Regions from separate parts of the Sus scrofa genome. Here region 1 is linked to region 2. Evidence: chromatin contacts called from public Hi-C data. All regions are on one chromosome and are shown on one strand. The core of a region is the stretch at or near the end of the contact, and the rest is flanking DNA. Distances in the headings are between cores, read along the strand shown. Region 1 has its middle 64 kb from the start of GPAM. Region 2 overlaps RBM20 (RNA-binding protein 20).

Evidence for each region. Hi-C and Micro-C count contacts between places; a contact is called where the count stands out from the background.
Region 1: a Hi-C map of embryonic fibroblasts shows a contact between it and region 2, with 2.9 times the contacts expected there. The contact joins two enhancer-like sites. A contact is called at or near these places in 2 of 47 Hi-C or Micro-C datasets (embryonic fibroblasts and retroperitoneal adipose tissue).

What each region holds. Positions count from the first base shown.
Region 1 is chr14:122,517,480-122,520,179 of Sscrofa11.1, forward strand. No RefSeq gene overlaps it. Among named protein-coding and RNA genes, the nearest start is that of GPAM, 64 kb to the right of the region's middle. Within about 2 kb of position 1,407, at least 6 of the 83 cell types and tissues checked have an H3K27ac peak or open chromatin away from gene starts, as enhancers often do. A contact at or near this core is called in embryonic fibroblasts, where this site is marked.
Region 2 is chr14:121,167,215-121,169,914 of Sscrofa11.1, forward strand. All of the region lies in intron 1 of RBM20 (RNA-binding protein 20), which reads left to right. Among named protein-coding and RNA genes, the nearest start is that of PDCD4, 100 kb to the right of the region's middle. Within about 2 kb of position 1,272, at least 13 of the 83 cell types and tissues checked have an H3K27ac peak or open chromatin away from gene starts, as enhancers often do. A contact at or near this core is called in embryonic fibroblasts, where this site is marked.

The DNA of each region.
Region 1 (2,700 bases), core at 157-2,656, 1.4 Mb after region 2:
ACCGATGCATTATCTCTTTCTTCTTCTCCAGGTGATAGAACCATGATTTTCCTTTAGGTAGAAAGCATCTAACTACCAACCCCATCTGTAGCTCTAGGTGGGCTACAGGTGGGCACGCAGTCAGCATACTCCATTCTCTCAGCCACACTGATCAAATCAGCATGACACATGACCCAAGTCAGACCAAGGAGATTCAATGCTGGGATTTGAAGTTGGGAACCTCTGAGAAGGAAATCTTTCTTTTTACCATATTTGAAATTGAGAAGATATAAACCTGAGGTCTCTGGGGCTGTCACAAGAAGAAAGCCCACCAACACAGCAGAAAGTAGAATCAACACAGTGAAATGGTGTCCTGATGACATCATGAGGACCCTAGATCCAGCTGTGCCTAAAGCATTAGAATTTCTACTTACATGAATAAATTCCTATTTGCCTTATACCAGTTGAACCTGGGCGCTAAACATCTGCAACCATGAGTCCTCAGTAATACACTCTCCAAGCCTATGTTTCTTCATATTATAACAGAGATAATGCCAGTCTTTTTAATCTCCTGTGGTTGTGGTGAAGTTTAATGAAGATAGGACAACAAATAGCAAGTGTGGGCCTTTAATATCAGTTTCTCATAGGTAAGAAACTCAACTAGATTAGATTAGAAGTTGTGGCAGAAACAATCATGTTTATCAAACAATCCATGCACTTCTCTATGTCTCCCAGCCCTGCCGCCTTTAAGTGAGGCTATATGATCGGTCCTGGCCAATGAGCAATAACCAACATTGCAGAGCTGGTGTTTGACCCTCCAACTCTCATCTCTTGCCAAAGTGACCAAGAAGCTTCCCAAAGAGATTATGGCACCACAAGATCAAAGCAGCCAGAATCACTGAGTTACTGTGTAAAGGAAAACTGGCTGGAGAGTTGTTAGCCCATATCTGCTGTGTGAAGCCACTGTGATATGGGGAGTATTTGTTACTACAGCATAGCCCTTCCTATACTGACTAACAGAGCTGTCTTCCAAAGAAAGACTCCCACAGCCAGGCAGATGAATTTAGTGAACACCCAAGCCTGCAAGAGGGGCAACCCTTCCAAGGAGGTGGACACTTCACCCCCAAGACCAACTTCACATCTACTTTTGCAGAAGGGCTGCCCATGCCATCTCCCAAGGTTCCACTTCAAATCTGTCAAGTGCTATGGCAGGCTTGAGCTATCAAGCAGAGGGAATCCATGGCTGGGAGGAGGCGCAGAGGTTGCCAACGCCTTGCCAAAGTTCTTAGGATTAAATGTTAAATGCTAATTTCTTACTATGACTCAGAAAACCCATTATGACTCAGAAAACCCATTACTTGGTGCTGCAATTCATGCGTGGCCCCCTCAGTCACCACAACTCCACCTCACTGACCTTCCAACAATTTCTGAAATATGCAAGCCTCCTTACTTCCCCAGGGCTTGTTCACAGGCTGTGGCCTCATTTCACATGCCCTTCACATACGTGGTTCCTTTTTGTCTTTCAAGTCTGCATCTCTCTGGCTTGTCCTTAGGTCTTCTTGACCTCTCTCTTGGAAGCAAGTCCCCTCAATGTTGTCCTTCTCAGCATCCTTCCTGCTTTCTCCTCCCTCCTCCACCATAGTTCCCTCTTCCTCTTCTTCTTCATCAACATAACGAACAATGATTGGTGGTTTCTTATGCACTGGGTGGAACTCTAAGCTCTACATGGATGAATTTAATCTGGCAACAACCCTAGGTACCAATCAGGAATCTTGATTTCACCAATAGAAACAAAACCTATTTAAGTCAAAAATACACTTATGGGAGGGATGTTGAGTAGCTCACAAAATCAGTGGGATGCCTGGAACCAAGCAAGACCAAATGGTCAGAACCCCAGCCCTGATCAAACCATGGGCAGGAACTGGTGAAGAATGACTGCCACCAGTGCTAGACATGGGTCACCATGGCTGTCTGGATATACTCACTGCTGCCTCTGCCAGCTGTAACTGTCCTTGCGCCTCTGAGGCACTTCCTTGCTTGAGTCAAAGTCTTTGAGCAGAAGCATCCAATTTTCCAAGCTAAGACCAAGGCCCTTTCCAGGCTGCCCAGGGGCTAGATATCATCTGCTTATGTCAGCATACATGAACAGAAGCAGGGCTGCCTGGTAAGAGGCACAGTGGGAGATTCACAAAGCTTAAGAAGTGGCCAATATCACACTTCCATCATGTCTCAGCAGAGACGAATCTGACCATGTAACGATGAGGACGGAGGTTCGACCCCTGGCCTTGCTCAGTGGGTTAAGGATCCAGCATTGCTGTGAGCTGTGGTGTAGGTTGCAGACGTGGCTCAGACCTGGCATGGCTGTGGCTGTGGCATAGGACAGCAGCTACAGCTCTGATTTTACCCCTAGCCTGGGAACTTTCCTATGCCACAGGAGTGGCCCTACAAAGTCAAAAAAAAAAAAAAAAAGAAAGAAAGAAAGAACATCCAAATCACAGTTTTTAAAAATCCTTGCCAACACCAATGCCACCACCCCAACCACTGAAAAAATATGTTGAACAAATAAGGACTCTCCACTTGAAGAGAGGTCAAATTATTATGAGGGTATCCATCCTTTCCAGTCTCAATCTACTGATGACGGCAGGTAGGGGGGTTTCCCAGATGGAGGTCTGCAGCCTGCGTTTCTCATGGACGTGTAGCTGCTGACAGCAGAGCCAGATG
Region 2 (2,700 bases), core at 22-2,521:
CCAAGGGAGTTACTCCTCTGTTCTAACCTAACATAATTCCACAGTGTTGTTATGATGCATTTGCCCATGAGTCTTCTCCAGTAGCCGTGACCTTCTTAAGGGTAGGCATCATGTCTAATTCACTGCCAAGTATTTAGTGCCTCCCTAGTAGCTATTACTGGTGACACGTTCAGTTAATGTATGATGAATGAATGAATGAATGAATGATAACACATGGCAGGGTCTGAAAATGCATAAGAAAAGCAAAGTATGCAACATTCAAAATTTGTATCATGGTTAGGACTTATCACATGGAAATATTGATGTATGATGCCTTTCTCAATTTAAAATAGTAGTATTAAATCTTAAAGTTATGGTTCAGAATACATATTTTTAAAACAGGAATTTGAGGTATTCCCTTGTGGCTCAGTGGGTTAAGGATCCAGCATTGTCAACAGCAGCGGCTCAGGTCACTGCTGTGGCGTGGGTTTGATCCCTGGCCTAAGAACTTCCACATGCCTCGGGTGTAGCCAAAAAATACCACATAAATTTGAGGGTGTGTGTTAGTTATCTACTACTGTTTTACAGGCATCTCTGAATTTGGTGGCTTAAAACAACAATTTAGTGTTTCTTATGATTGAGTTGGCTTCAGCCAGTCTTGCCTGGGCACATTCATCACCACACCAGGTAGTGGTTCAGCTGGGACTGCCTGGTCTTGGATGGCCTCACTGATGCACCTAGGGCCTTAGAAGAAATGGCTTAGACAGCTGATCCTCTGTCTCTTTGTGTGGAGTCCCATCCTCAAGGAGGCTAGCCTTGGCTTGTTCTAAAGGCTAGTCCGGGCTTGTTTAAAAAGTGGCAGTGTTCCAGCAGGGGAAAGTGGGAAGCTCTGAGGCCTCTTGAAGCAGAGGCTTGAAAGTTAAACAGCATCACTTCCTGTGCATCATGTTCCAAAGCAAATCACCAGCCCAGCCCAGATTCAAGAGATAGACTCCACCTCTTCATGGAAAGGCTTCAAAGAAATTTGTGGTCATAGTTAATCTACAGCAGAGTCATAATTTTCATTACAAAACATTCCTTATTAGAATATTCAGTGCCTTAAGGAGAGCTTCCCTTGTAAAAATTGAGTATGTAACTAACTGATGGTCCACAAAGAACTAATTATCACTGATTTTCTTAGTTCTTTGACCACCAGATGGCAGCATTGCTAAGTCAACCTGGAGTAGTTCAAGGTCAGCACCAAATTCCACCTGGACATGCCCTTAAAGCTGAGGGACTCCTGTGATATTGCATGGGTGGATCAGGGCTGGGCGGCTGATCACAGAGGAGGCCTGGTTTGAGGACCCTCATGGGCGATGGCTTCCCCCTCTGGAAAAGAAAACACCACCAGCTCTTTGTTATTCTTATAGAACTGCTATGGGAACAAAGGTCCATGAAGCCTTTCACCCCCTGGATGGGAGATTCTACAAATGTAAACACATGAATTACTGCAAATATCATTTGATTACAATGGACCCAACAGGAAGAAATATTGTAATAAAGTAATGTTTGCATACTCATGTGCTCCCTATCAAAATTGCATTGTGTTGATTTCATTACAGTTTGGCAAACTGTTCTGTACCAGTGCTTTCTCTCTCCTCCACCATTTTAGTTTGTAAACTTAAAAGCAACAGTGTATGCACAAACTGATGACATCTGATTGAGATCGGTAGCCTAGCTCAGAGTTCTGTGCCAATGTCAGGTCCTGGTTTTGAGAATGTAAGATAGTTACATAAGATGTTGCCATTGGGGGAAGCTGAGTAATAGGGACATAGACCTCTCTGTGCTATTTTTGCAACTTCTTGTGAGTCTATAATTATTTCAGAATAGAAAGTGAAAAAAGAATCCTCTCTATAAATAACCTCCACCTGCTTGTGTATTACTGGTATTTGCATTATTGTTTGAGAAAAGAGAGTTGAGCCTTAATTTAAAAATAATTTTTGTTGTTGTTCTGCCAGAGTAGCATCTTTTCCTCCCCCCTCAGATCCACCAGCCACTTCTGCAGTGCCCCAGGCCAATTCAGAGCACCTGCTAGACCAGCTGACCAGCTGTGCAGAGGAGCTGGAGCCAGGGACATGGAGGTGCCGTCACCTCCCTTCTTCCCTTCTGGACTCAGGTCGTGGTCTAGATGCCTCCTCCATTCAGGACTCTGCCTTTTCCTAAGCACTTTCTGGTTTAGAGTAATAATAGTATCTTAAAATACTCCTCCAAGGCTTCCAGGAAGGCACTTTTAGTCCCATTTTGTGGATAAAACTAACTCCAACGGGTGAAGGGCAAGCCTGAGATCCTAAGTAAGAGATACACCCAAGGTTAACATGTGGGCCTTGACCTTTTACCTAGGTTTTCCTTGCCAATTCCTAAATAGAGTAAAAAGAGAAAAAACAAAACAAAACAAAACCTTTTCAAGTGAAGTAATAAAACTCATTTTGAAGTTTCTGTGTTTAAACACTAAGCCATTATTTCATATGTTTTTATTTATTGGCTTGCTCTATAAAAATGCAACCTCTGATGTTCACACAGTGTTTGAAGTAGAGAAATGAAACTTTCTCTTATGAATAACTGGAGAAAGTGGTGTTAACCCCCCCACCACCAATAAGAAAACAATAGGTAGCCATGGGCTTAGTTGGTCTGTGGCAAAAAGACACTTCCTGAAATTGAACCATTGGCAAAAGGAGACTGTGA